Linked DNA regions of Mus musculus: all the other regions are linked to region 3. The links are chromatin contacts, called in public promoter capture Hi-C maps. All regions are on one chromosome and are shown on one strand. The core of a region is the stretch at or near the end of the contact, and the rest is flanking DNA. Distances in the headings are between cores, read along the strand shown. Region 1 holds the start of Twnk (twinkle mtDNA helicase). Region 2 holds the start of Sfxn3 (sideroflexin 3). Region 3 holds the start of Btrc (beta-transducin repeat containing protein). Region 4 holds the start of Oga (O-GlcNAcase).

Evidence for each region. Promoter capture Hi-C pulls out the DNA fragments that hold promoters and counts their contacts. Capture Hi-C pulls out chosen DNA fragments and counts their contacts.
Region 1: a contact with region 3 is called in a promoter capture Hi-C map of pre-B cells, with 3 times the contacts expected there. The contact joins the promoter of Twnk here to the promoter of Btrc in region 3. A contact is called at or near these places in 1 of 39 promoter capture datasets (pre-B cells), 1 of 115 datasets of contacts at active chromatin or transcription factors (pancreatic cancer cells) and 1 of 9 other capture datasets (liver).
Region 2: a promoter capture Hi-C map of pancreatic islet shows a contact between it and region 3. The contact joins the promoter of Sfxn3 here to the promoter of Btrc in region 3. A contact is called at or near these places in 1 of 484 Hi-C or Micro-C datasets (uterus), 2 of 115 datasets of contacts at active chromatin or transcription factors (memory CD8 T cells and pancreatic cancer cells) and 2 of 9 other capture datasets (adipose tissue and pancreatic islet).
Region 4: a contact with region 3 is called in a promoter capture Hi-C map of pre-B cells, with 3 times the contacts expected there. The contact joins the promoter of Oga here to the promoter of Btrc in region 3. A contact is called at or near these places in 9 of 39 promoter capture datasets (the 3T3-L1 cell line, the C10 cell line, the HPC-7 cell line and 4 more) and 5 of 115 datasets of contacts at active chromatin or transcription factors (embryonic stem cells, extraembryonic endoderm stem cells, large pre-B cells and 2 more).

The regions. Positions count from the first base shown.
Region 1 is chr19:45,004,977-45,007,917 of GRCm38.p6, reverse strand. Twnk (twinkle mtDNA helicase) reads right to left here and starts at 1,360. Exons shown (of 5, transcript NM_153796.4): 1 at 1-1,360. The coding sequence starts at 788. Mrpl43 (mitochondrial ribosomal protein L43) reads left to right here and starts at 1,476. Exons shown (of 3, transcript NM_053164.3): 1 at 1,476-1,654; 2 at 1,749-1,855; 3 at 1,978-2,904. The coding sequence starts at 1,524. The coding sequence ends at 2,219.
Region 2 is chr19:45,045,797-45,049,208 of GRCm38.p6, reverse strand. It overlaps Sfxn3 (sideroflexin 3), which reads right to left and starts at 1,633. Exons shown (of 11, transcript NM_053197.4): 1 at 1,319-1,633; 2 at 1-105. The coding sequence starts at 102. It also overlaps a transcript of Pdzd7 not described here.
Region 3 is chr19:45,361,997-45,365,198 of GRCm38.p6, reverse strand. It overlaps Btrc (beta-transducin repeat containing protein), which reads right to left and starts at 1,465. Exons shown (of 15, transcript NM_001037758.2): 1 at 1,313-1,465. The coding sequence starts at 1,360.
Region 4 is chr19:45,781,794-45,784,881 of GRCm38.p6, reverse strand. Oga (O-GlcNAcase) reads left to right here and starts at 1,329. Exons shown (of 16, transcript NM_023799.4): 1 at 1,329-1,950. The coding sequence starts at 1,752.

The sequences.
Region 1 (2,941 bases), core at 111-2,610, 360 kb after region 3:
ACAACCACCTCAGTATCTCTCCGGCTGATCAGTGGTAATCCAAATAGGTTGTGATAGACACCAGGCCGGGGGATGGTGGTCTCTACATACTGTACTCCATTTTCCTGACCCTCAGCCCCTAGTAGCTTCAGGCCACGTAATCCTGAGCTCCCAGGGGTGAACCAAGGGAAGACCAGACTTCGAGCAGATCGAAGATAGCGGACACTGAATCGCCTGAGTGTGTCATCTGTCACCTTGGTAAGGCCAAACATCACACGAGCTAGCTGGGCTTCCTCAGGGTCTGGAAGCTCCCAAAGAGGTATGGCTCGGTTCCAGATCCTCAAGACCTCCTCCCTAACCTCAGCTTCTGGGCCTTCCCTAAGTAGGACACCCTCTTTGGCCCCATCCCCTCGTCCCTCCACACTGGCCTGCAAGTCTTCCCAGCTCCCTTCTGCTAGGCTGGTCATGCAAAGAAAGTGTCCTGTGGTCTTGTCAATGAAGAGGCAGAAGGAAGTGGGAGCGTCCTTTTTCTCATTTTTGATGTCTGAGGACACCACAAAGGGACTTGGTGCTCGAAGGCAGCTGTGGCCATCCTGGAAGGGGATCCCATGTGCACGTAAATACTGGCGGATTTCAGTCGTAGTCACCGGCGACACTGGCATCTCTAAGGCTGGGAGCGCTTCTTTTCTGTACCTTCTGCGGGGAGGGCCTGGCGCCAAGCTTCTGGGCAGGCCCCTCCTACCCACCCACTCGCCACGCAGTGGCAGCAAGATCCGGAGGGGATATGCACGTCGGAGAAGAAGCCACATTCCTAATGGAGTGGGACGCCACTACTGCAAAAGCTTTTGTTGTCTGGTTCAGTGCCTTCACTAAACCAGACCCTAGGAAACCTTCTACAAGGCACTCGCAGAAATCACTCCTACTGGCTTTTCTCTTTATCCCTCCTCAAACTTCTTCACGAACACAGTTCTTACTCCCCTCGGTTGCCTGTGTATTGCTACTTCATCCCTACACACCTACACTGCCCTTTCGCGTCTACGCCTCTCTCTGAGGATTCTCCTATCTCTAGGTCCTTTACGGATTTCTCTCCACCAGCTCACTTCTAGATCCTTCTACGGTCCCTCGATCTAAACGGCTTCTCTGTATCATCTCTTCACGTCTACTACCCCTCTACGGACTCTCCTGGCTAACCTCATCTCTACCGCTTTCTGCATCCCGTCTGAACCCCAACTCCAGGCGCTCCGAGCCCCCAGCGCTCACAGGCACTCTCCACACTGCTGGAGGTCACGCGCTCCGGCCCGGCTTCCTCACTGGCTCCCTTGCTCTGCCCTCCACTTCAAAGCTCCACGCTCCCGCCCCCAGCTTCGCGTCACCACTCTCCTTTCTAGTGTTCTGTCCGCAACGTGGGTCGCCCGCTCGCACGCGCTACTCGCGGTGACTCCGGAAGCAAAACTCTCCAGGGCGCCCATGCCACAACCCCGGAACCGGAAGTCACCGGTTAGTCCCGCCCCCCGGCTCCGCGTCCTGGCTCTCTAACCGTAGCCATGACCGGTCGCGGGACTTCGAGCCGCTTTCTGACCAGCGTCCTCCATAATGGGCTAGGGCGTTACGTGCAGCAGCTGCAGCGCCTCAGCCTCAGCCTCAGCCGGGATGCGCCCTCGTCCCGCGGCGCCAGGTGAGGCACGCGGAAGCGGGAGCGCCGGAAAGGGAGGCGGGGAGCTATGGGGCTGGGTTCGGGCCACCGTACTCACCTTCGCCGGGTCTCGCAGGGAGTTCGTGGAACGCGAGGTGACCGACTTCGCCCGACGGAACCCAGGAGTCGTAGTATACGTGAACCCGCGCCCGTGCGCCATGCCACGAATAGTGGCCGAATACCGTGAGTGGGGCCGAGCTAGGGCGGGGGTGGGCGGCGCGGGATCCCGGCTTGCCCGCTGCGTTCTGTTTGTCTGATTTCCGACCTGGCGCCTTCCACTCATCCCCTCCACGTCCCTCTCCCAGTTAATGGGGCTGTGCGCGAGGAAAACGTCAACAGCAAGTCGGTGGAGGAGATCAAGTCGTTGGTGCAGAAGCTGGCAGACCAGTCCGGCTTGGATGTGATCCGCATCCGCAAGCCCTTCCACACGGACAACCCGAGCATCCAGGGCCAGTGGCACCCCTTCACCAACAAACGGACTGCCCTCCACGGGCTGCGGCCCAGAGAACTCCGGGATTCTGCTCCAGCTTCGATGCAAGCACAGTAAAGAACCAGGCGCTTTGGACCGTGAGAGGGATAGGATTGGTTCCTCTTTTGGATTTCAAGCTCAGGCCGAGTAGGTGGGTGGAGCCTACCAGCCGGGGCGTGGCCTGAGATAAAGAAGAACCTTTTCCTTTGCCCACTTGTAGCTAGGTGCAGTGACCTTGTGAATACCCTAATTCTGATTCAATTGGCCTCCTTGCAAGCTGAGATGTGAGAAGTGTACAACACTTGTACAAGGACCGTGTTTTCTGAAATACGAATAATAATGACTTCAAAACACATGAAAGAGTCTGGAGGCTGTCTTCTGAAGGACACGGGATGCCCTGTTGCTCTTGCTGGTATGGCATTGGGCAAGGCACCTTATATCCGTGTTTGTGTGCAGTTTAGGAAGTTGAAGATGAGCCTGGCGTTGGTAGTGCATAACCTTTAATCCCAGCATTTGGTTGGCAGAGGCAGATGAATCTCTGCGTTTAAGGCCAGCTTGGTCTACAGAGTGAGTTCCAGGACAACCCAGTCTCAAAAACTAAAAATGAAATAAAAAAGAAAAAGAAAACTGAAGTCATTAAGACTATATTTGAAGGGGCTGGTGAGATGGCTCAGCAGGTAAGAGCACCCGACTGCTCTTCCAAAGGTCCTTAGTTCAAGTCCCGGCAACCACATGGTGGCTCACAACCATCTGTAAGAAGATCTGATTCCCTCTTCTGGTGTGTCTGAAGACAGCTGCAG
Region 2 (3,412 bases), core at 384-2,883, 320 kb after region 3:
TCGGGGATCAGTGACTGTGAAGAAATGCCGGGCTCTGCCTAGAAATGTGCTTTGGTCCCACCGAGGTTCCTGGATGTTGATATTTAAGGGCAGGTCACCCATCTTCTGCAAGGTAGCAAGAATAAGGGTCAGGTCCAAGGACTTCCTTCACTTGGGAGACACTTTGGTGGCTCTGCCTTGGCCCCAGAAACTGACCAGTGCTTGCAGGTGCTCAAGGTCACTCCAGATCCATAAACAAGGGTGGGGGAGGAGTTGTTCCCTAGGTAGTGTTTTAGCCAGGAACATACAGCCACTTAAGAGCCGGAGGGAAGACCAGAACCAAGAATATAGCTTTCCTGACGCTGTGGCCTGATGCCAGATTTACGTGTGTGTGAGTGTGTGTGTGTGTGTGTGTGTGTGTGTGTGTGTGTGTGTGTGTGTGATTCCCCAGCAGCAGCTAATCTGGGGCAGCTATCTTGAGCTCCTGCTATAGGAGCACAGAACATGGATAACACACCCAAGCCCTTTCCAGCTTCAGGCCCCAGCTGCCCCAAGACTTAGATAAAAACTTCCAAGGCTGTTTGGAAAAATGACAGAAGGCAGCCCACACTCAAGCCCCTGATTGGAGGAGACATTAGGCACCTGAGGGCTGATCCGTACCAGATCTCAAACAGCACTGGAGTGGCAGCCATTTGTGAACATGTGAGCACCCACATAGCCTCCTCAAACCCACTTGCTTCCACTCCTACACAATAACTCCGGGCTCTCCCTGGTCCTGGGTTGAATAGAACTGACGCAGGCACCCACCCAACTCTCTCTGAGCCTCAGAAAAACCTCAGGAAAGGGCGAGATTCAATGGATGCCCCTCCGCCCAGCACAAAAAGGAATGCCAAGAACAGCCATCTGGCTGTGTTAGGCAAAAATCCTGCAGAGTGACTAATACCCTCCAACCCCACTTCCTCCCTCACAGTAGACACCGTCCCCACCCGACTTTCACATACTTATACACAAAGACAGGCACGCCCTCCCCAGCACACAAACAGGTTAGAGTCACACTGTATACACTAGTCAACCAACCAGAGTACCGTTACACACACACACACACACACACACACACACACACACACACACGCTCAGCCATATCTATCAGTTGCAGACATTTGAAAGCATGCCTAACACACAGCCTCAACCAACCCCTCCTTGTGCCCTACAGATCCTAACAGACCACGCAATATGGAATTCCCATAAGAGAGAGCACCTCTCTCAAGGCAAGCCTTCTGTTCTGAGCCCAAGCCCTCACCCCTCCACTTTGCTGATTCCCAAGGCAGCAGGCACTCACGCTTTCCGGGGTTTTCAGCCTCTAGAAGCTCTCAGACCCGCCTTCCTCACCGCTCTCCGCTTTCCTCCCAGCCATCACCGAGACGTCACGCGTGACGCTGAGCAGCAGGGAAGGGCGGGGGCTCCCTGAGCTCGTTCGCCTGACCCACCCCCCCTCTTGGCAGAGTTCCGAGACAGTGGATGTCCAGAGTGATTCTCCCAGACCAGGCCGTTGAGACCAAACCCGACCCAGTCCTGGGAAGCAATTCTGGCCTCCTTCCCAACCAGGGAGAAAAGGGGAGGAGCCGCCCCACTTGCCTCCTTCGCTTGCAGTCCCTTAGCTTGCCTCTGGAGGCACCCACCCCCGCAGCACCCAGTCTAGGTGCACTGGGTGCGGGTGAGCGGCGTGGAGGGCGGGCCTCTGAGGGTGCAACGCCCGGAGGGATTCGGATTACTGCTTGTTTACTTGATTGCTGCCTTGGCAATGGACTCTCCTTGCTTGCACCCTGGTCTGCTACTCCAGGTCTTAGAGGCTCCTTTTGCAGATCCTCGTCATTCGCATCTCTTTCCAGCCACATTGTTGTGGTATCTGTGCCCCTTTTGTGTTCCCAGTCCCCTTTGCCACCTAATCCCCAGCTCCACTGTGCCAGCAATTTTTTGTACCCCCAACACTTATCCGTACACAAACTGACGCCCCAGTCCTAGGGATGTGCACGGCCAAAGTTTCCCGTGATCTCTGCCTGCATCCAAGCAGGCGCATCAGAAAGATTCTTCTCCTAGTGGCCTGGGATCAGCTGCTGTATCGTGCGGCCTTTCCAGAACAGGGTGTCTCCGAAGGTGAAGAAGGCATTACACACACACATCCCTTATCCATCAGCACCCAGGGCACAGCGGCGACACAGCCATGTTCCAGCTTTCCTTCCTGCTGATCTCAGGCTCAGGTTCAGCTCTTTCGTTTGTGACATTCTCCCACAGAGACCTTAGGGATGACTACGGAAGGGATGGCAATTTCAGGAAGCTAGCGTGGCCCGGAGAAGACGTGATTCTAGTAGCCAGTGGAACCCAGCCAGTTCCAGAGCCTGGGTTCCAACGACCAGTTGGGGTTCAGAGTTGGGGCGGGCAGAGCCCAGAGGTATCAGACAGGTGAGAAGCTACAATCCGGACAGGCTACCAAAGGTGCTAGAAGAGAATGACTGGCGGTCTCAGCAGCCAATGGGATCCCAGGACCGCGCAGGGTAGCTCTATTCCAGCAGCTGCGCGGAGCGTGGGCGGGGTCCTTAGTTCACTGTATCGCGCCCGCCAGCGGGCGACAAGGGCAGCGGCGGCACACGGGACCAGGTGAGGTGGCCAAGTCCTAGAGGTAGCGAGGCAGGAGGTCCTACATGGGGGAGTCTGTTTTTTGGTTTACAGAAATGCTCTAGAGGGCGTGACCCCTGGTTTTGCACTAGCGATTTGTGGGGCTCTCTCCAGAAGATCACTCAGTCCTGGGATAGAGTCTTGCAGCGACTTTAGACTCACAACTGCAGCCTGGAGCCTGACATTCACCTGGGGGTGGCGGTGGGGGGCAAGCTCGACCGCAGCTATCCCAGGTCCTGAAGTCCAGCTCGGGAGGCTAGCCCCTACCCATATACATATACACACAGGAAAGATGCTGCAGTAAACTGTGTGGCACCCATTCTCCTCTCTCTCTTTAAAACTCAAGAGCCTGCTGTGACCCCCATCTCTACTCTCTGAGTGTCAGATGAGGACCGGAGACTGGGTGGATGACTCCATTGAGAATAGCAATGGAGGAATGGAGGGAGGAATGGAAGGAAAGTGTCCCAATGGCCTTGTAGAAACAAATCCCCAAATCCAAGATGGTGCAGAACTGGGCCGATCTCCTCTGGGCCCAGGATGGGAGAGGGGGACAGGATGTTCAAGTCAGGAGGAAGTGCAGAAGCCAGGGTAATGGGACAGCACTCATCCCTCTCCCCAAACCCTGTTCTTCCTACACAGATCTGGAAGCCCTACTCCTAAGAAGCATTCAGACTGAAATTGCATCAGAAAGATCCCTCTCTTCCAAGTGGCCTGGGATCAGCTGCTCTGTCTTGTGGACTTTCCAGAACAGGGTGGCCAG
Region 3 (3,202 bases), core at 216-2,715:
CCACAAGACTTGATTGAAAATAATGCATTATCCCTAAGACCACCTGTTAAGCTTAAAAAAAAAATCTATGCATCCATCCTTCTTTAGATGTAACTAGAGGCTGGTTTACACCTAGGCTATACAAGAAAGCATCAGATTAAAAGCATCAAATATCAGACTGGTCAAGGTTGCCAAAGACAAGCACAGCAAAGGAGAACCACCATACAAAGTTACAGAAACAGGGCCTAAGGGGTTGACACAGACCCTAAAAATGCAATACTCACTCTGTACTACAACCTAAAACTCACGGGCAACCACCAATCCCGACTTATCTCACTTTCTCTACTCCCTACATCCTTCCTCTGAAATTTCCTCACATCTCATTTCTCCAAGGACTTTCTTCTCACAGAAAGCAATACAGCACCTGGCTTCCCCCACTTTTTACTACCTCACCACTGAAGGCCCAAGTTTTGTTTTGATTTCTCTTATTGGTTATTAACCTTGTCCCCACTCACCTGTAACTACATTTCTTTCATCGCTTTGTCCTTACCACAAATAATTTTGACCCTCTCCTTCAAAACAGAGCACGTATCTCCTTTCTGATATTTGTAATTCTAGCTCACAATCAACACTGTCTTTCTCTCCCAGGAACTGTCACCATAGCCCTAGGTCTGAGTCCTTATCTTCTTAAATGAGGCCTCTTCCAGAGTTTGCCAACATTAGTAGAGCTAACTGGGATTCCACCCTTAGCCCTTAGGCAAAGGCTATCTTCTCAGCCCATCCTACAAAAATACTTGCCTCCCAGCCATGGTTTTCCCACTTTCGCCGTTACAGCCATCAGTTTCCAGCCCTGCCCAGTTTCCCCCTGCCCCCAGTGTCTGTCTTGCCATTATCCTATCTCCACTATTCCCCACTCCTGAGTGCACCTCCTCTCCCAGGCCTTACCCGTAACCCTGACACCGGGAAGGCCCCTGCCAGCGTCCACAGGCGTCTCTCCACCCGGGTTCCTCCGCTCTTCAGTAACTGTCCCCACGCCCCTTTCCCTCTGGGGCCCCGCGCGCCGCCAGGAGCCCCCACCTCGAATGAGCTCCCGCTGTCACTTGGCCTCTCTTCCACAAGATGGCGGAGCTGCTGCCCCCACCCCAGGGTCCCCTCTGTACCCTCCTGCACCCTCCCCCAAGCTCAGGTCCAGTCCCTCCCTCCGCCTCGCCACTGGCCTTGGCCCCCAGTCCCACTGCCCCCTCCTGCGGTGAGCGGGTGACCCTGGCCTAAGCTCAGCGACACGCCAACGCAGCCGCCTCCACTAGTCCCCTGCCCGCACCCATCTCCTCACCATAAACTTAAGCGCTTTCTCCTGCAGCACCGCCTCTGCCGGGTCCATAATCGCCCGGACTACTGGGTCTGCTCTCCGCCGGGGCCGCCCCTTTCGTGCCAGGCCGCAGCCAACGCAGCGTCCGGATCCCGCCTCCTCTTCCTTCCCCCGCCCTCTCTTTTTACCTCCTGGCACTGGCAGGGGGCCCGAGGAGGACCGCGGCTCTGCGCGTGCGCACTCCGCTGCCTCACGGGACTTGTAGTTCTGGAGGCTCCAGCGGCAAAAGGCAAGGCTACGCGGCGAACAGCAACTCCCACGGGTCACTGCGTAGAGTCGCGGCTGTGTGCAAGCCAAATGTAGAGCACTCGAGAGCCCGGAGGGGAAGTCGGCTGATGGGAATTGTAGTTTCCAGTCTCTAAGAAGGCAAAGCCGGAGTGTCACCGTGGTTACCAAACGACGCCAGTGGCTCCTTGCCTGGCATTTGATAGCAAGATGGCGACTAGCGCTTCCTCTGTATTCCAAATACTAGGAAAATAGAGAACTCAGGGTCCTTGGTTCTCCCTAATTGTGATTTTAGAAAACCAGACCCTCCTAAAGTTCATACATCTGGCATCTGCAGAAAGATTGAGACCTAGAGACTTGAGCCAAGTGTGCATGTAACAGCAGCCTCAACATCAATGCAAGATTCCGATAACATCCTAAGCTATTATTGCCTCTTTTTTTTCAGAAGAGCCTTTTCTCTCCCCAAGCAAGCCAGGGACAGATAGAACTCACTCCAGGAAACCTTGAGTTTAGCGCTCAGAAAGTATGAACTACCATTGCTAACCCTGAGATCAAAGTCCTGTGTTACATAAATGAAATTCAATGACTATCAAGCAAGTGAAATCTATAAGTAGTGTCTTTGGCCATAAAAAGCCAGAAATGGGAGCCGGGCATGGTGGCGCACGCCTCTAATCCCAGCACTCGGGAGGCAGAGACAGGAGGATTTCTGAGTTCAAGGCCAGCCTGGTCTACAGAGTAAGTTCCAGGACAGCCAGGGCTATACAGAGAAACCCTGTCTCAAAAAACCAAAAAAAAAAAAAAAAAGCCAGAAATGGGCCAGGTGTGGTGGCACATGCTTTTAGTCCCAACACTTAGGAGGCAAAGGCAGAGGCAGGTTGATGTAGTGAGTTTGAGGCTAGTCTTGTCTACAGAGCAAGTTCCAGGACAGCAAAGTCTACACTGAGAAACCCTGTCTTGAAAAATACAAAAGAAAAGAGAGGGACAAGATGGGGCTGGGGAGATGGCTCAGTAGATAAGAGTGCTTCCCATGAAAGGACAAGGACCTGAGTTCAAGTTTCTAGCACCCACATAAAAAGCTGGGGTATATGGGCTCAGTGGTTAAGAGCAGTTGCTACTCTTGCAATGAACCTGGGTTCAATTTCCAGCACCCACATGATGACCCACAGCCACTACTGTGCCTCACCTGGAGTAGATCTTTAATTAGGAGAACATCATTGGCCAAGAGAGAATGGTACTTAGGAATAATACAACAAATTTTGGTTAGGTTTCTGTTGTTCTTTCTTTTTCTGGTTGGTTGGTTGGTGTTTTCTGGGTTTGTTTGTTTGTTTGTTTTGTTGGTTTTTTTTTTTTACTTTTTTATTTATTTTGTGTATACGTAGGTGCACTTGGCTTGTGGAGATAAGGGGGCAGCTGGTGAGTTCGAGGTTCACAAGGTCTACATAGGAAGTTCCAAGACAGCCCGAGCTACATAGTGAAACCAGGACTCAAACAAACAAAAAGTTATTACTCTTCTTCCATAATGTAAGTCCCAGGGATCAAATTTAGATAATTAGATTTGGTGGCAAATGCCTTTACCCACTGAGCCATCTCACTAGACCAACTTAGTTTTGGCAGAAGGCAAATATACTC
Region 4 (3,088 bases), core at 80-2,579, 420 kb before region 3:
TGGTTAGTTCATATTGTTGTTCCACCTATAGGGTTGCAGACCCCTTCAGCTCCTTGGGTGCTTTCTCTAGCTTCTCCATTGGGGGCCCTGTGTTCCATTTTATAGACTGTAAGCATCCACTTCTGTATTTGCCAGGCACTGGCATAGCCTCATACAAGAGACAGCTATAACAGGGTTCCTTCAGCAAAATCTTTCTGGCATATGCAATAGTTTGACTACTTTCTTAACATTGAACATGAGAGGTTTGTTCCCAAACAGGGCAGATTTTTTTTTTTTTTTTTTTTTTTTAGTCTTTTTGAGACAGGGTTTCTCTGTATAGCCCTGGCTATCCTGGAACTCACTTTGTAGACCAGGCTGGCCTGGAACTCAGAAATCCGCCTGCCTCTGCCTCCCAAGCGCTGGGATTAAAGGTGCGCCACCATCGCCTGGCTGGCAGATCCCTTAAGGAACCAAAATGTCAAGTGTACTCTGAGGCAAGCCCTTAGAGTACAGGAGGCAAGCCCTTAGAGGCAGGGTTTCCTTGGAAATGCTGATGCTAAGGCTAAAAGGGTCATGTCCCTTACGCACACCGCACACTCTCCATCGCCATAACAAACTCGCCTTCCACTCTCTTCTACTTTTATTAGACGTTTGTTTTCCCTGTGCTTGGAATGCAGTCTTTCTTCTCCATACGTAGTCTGGTGAATTTCATACCACAGCCTCTCCCAAAACAAACGTAGGGCTCAATCAGGCAGAGACGTAACAGCAGGTTTTAACCATATTATGAGGTCATAATGGTCCCAACAGCCCAGGATGAGGCAAACTCAATAAAACAGTTGACTGCTCAATTTAAAACACGGTTAACTCCGAAGACAGGATAGAAGAAACAATGAGTCAGGACAGAGGCGTGAGCTGAGCTCCTTGGCATGGTGTCTTCACAGAAGCAGACGTGGGTCAGGCAGCCCCGATGAGCCAAACTGGTACAACAATCTCCAAAGTAGGTCAGTGTCTCCTACCACTTTAAGAACTAGAAGTATCGTCCCGGCGCCTGCGCATTGAGAGGGTAAACACCTCCTTTCCGCCCCCCCCCCCCCCCTTCCTCCCAAACTCCCCGGCCGGCCGCATTCTCCCATGTTCCCCTCCTCCGGGTGGGGTAATGGTCCGACCCAGAGTGTGGCGCTCATCCCGGAGGGTGGCGAGCCAAAATGGTACGTCCCACCGCCGCACACCTCCGCGGTGTTCACGGCGCCCTTTGTCCTTTTTCTCCCCTAGCAAATAAAGCGCAATGGGCTTATCCCAAGGAAAGGCGGGGGAGCCGGGCTGGGGACCGGTCTGAGCCGGTCTGTAGCGCAGGCGCAGTGCGGATAAACAGGAAGCGGGCGGCAGAGGCAGCGGCAGGAGCTGCTTAGGGACTCCGGTGGGGGAAGAGAGCCGGAGACGCCGGGCTGTCCGGAGGGCGGCGGGCGTGGAGGACGAGCGAAGGCGCCTCCTCGGTCCTCCTTCCGTGGAGACGCGGCGGCTGCCTCGCCCTCCGCTTAGGCTCCCGGCTCCCAGCGCGGGGCGAGGCAGCGGCTGACAAAGGGCTCGAGCCGGTGCCGCCGCCCTTCTCATCCGGGCACTCCGGGCCCCCGCCGAGAGGAAGGGGGAAGGGCGGAGGGGGAGGGGAAGGAGCCCCGGAGGCGCGCGTTCGGAGCCGCGGCCCCTTTGCAGGGCTCCGGGCCTTTGGCCCAACGGACCGAGGCCGAAGGGGAGCGGTGGCCGGCGGCAGGAGGATGGTGCAGAAGGAGAGCCAGGCGGCGCTGGAGGAGCGGGAGAGCGAGCGCAACGCCAACCCTGCCGCCGCCTCGGGGGCTTCGTTGGAGCAGTCGGTAGCTCCCGCCCCCGGAGAAGATAACCCATCGGGAGCCGGGGCTGCGGCCGTGGTCGGGGCGGCCGGAGGGGCCCGCAGGTTCCTGTGCGGTGTCGTGGAAGGTGAGTTGGCCTTCCAGTCCCGCGTAGGTGTTCAGCCTCCGTCCCCGGGAGGGGCGTGCTGGTGACTTTTCCCGCAGTTCCCCGCCCCCAGGACGGGAGGCGTCCGTCATTGCTCACACGGGGTTACGGGGAGGAGACAGACGGTGGGCACACTTCTTTACCCTCCGCTATGTCACGGCTTCGGCGACTCCGGGCTATGGAGGAGCCTGACCCCACCCTCCTCTGGCTTAGAGCCACACAGATTTGTCGGAGGAGGAGGCGGTGGCAAGGAAGGAGCCTGTGGTCCGGCTGTGGGCTTCACTTCTTTGTACCTTGGGATCTTAGTCCGCAGAGATGCCTGCTTTCAGTTGAAATTTGTGCAGCGCTCCCATCCCCCGCCCCTATCCTTGTAAGGGGAAAAAAAATCAGCCCTCACAGGCACGTTTTTACCCGTGAAGGAGCGCAGTCAGCTTATTATATTACAGATTCCTTCAGGCTTAGGAAATTGTTTTGTTTTTATTTTTATTTATTTATTTTTGTTAGCCTGTAAGCCTCCTTCACCTCTTAAGACTCACTTGTAGCCCAGAAAAGTATCATCCTTTAACAATTGCTGTTTTTTTGACTTGGGAGTGTGTGTAAATACCAGTATATCATATCTCAGAGCATCTGTTATGTGGAGTTAGAATTCAGTGAAAGTCTTAATTTCTGTCTTCTCATTTACAGTTGAAAAGGACGAGGGCGTTTTGATAGTAAGGGAAGATGCCGGAAGATCTTAATTACAATTTCTGAAATAGAATGGGTGGATACCGAGCTCAGGAAAGCTTAGTTCTTCCCTAAGCACTCCGTAATTTGAGTTTTCTTATGGATTTTTTTGTTTGTTTGATTTTTGTTTTGTTTTTAGTGGCAAACTCAACGTTTTCTAGTTTCTTTCTCTATTATTATTATTATTATTACTGGGGAATATAAAAACTAGTACTCAGGACTGAAGAGATGGCTCAGCGATTAAGAGCTCTTCCGGAGGTCCTGAGTTCAATTCCCAGCAACCACATCCATGGTGGCTCACGACCATCTGTAATGAGATTCGATGCCCTCTTCTGGTGTATCTGAAGACAGCCACCGTGAACTTGTATATTAAATAAAATCTTGTTTTTTTTAAAAA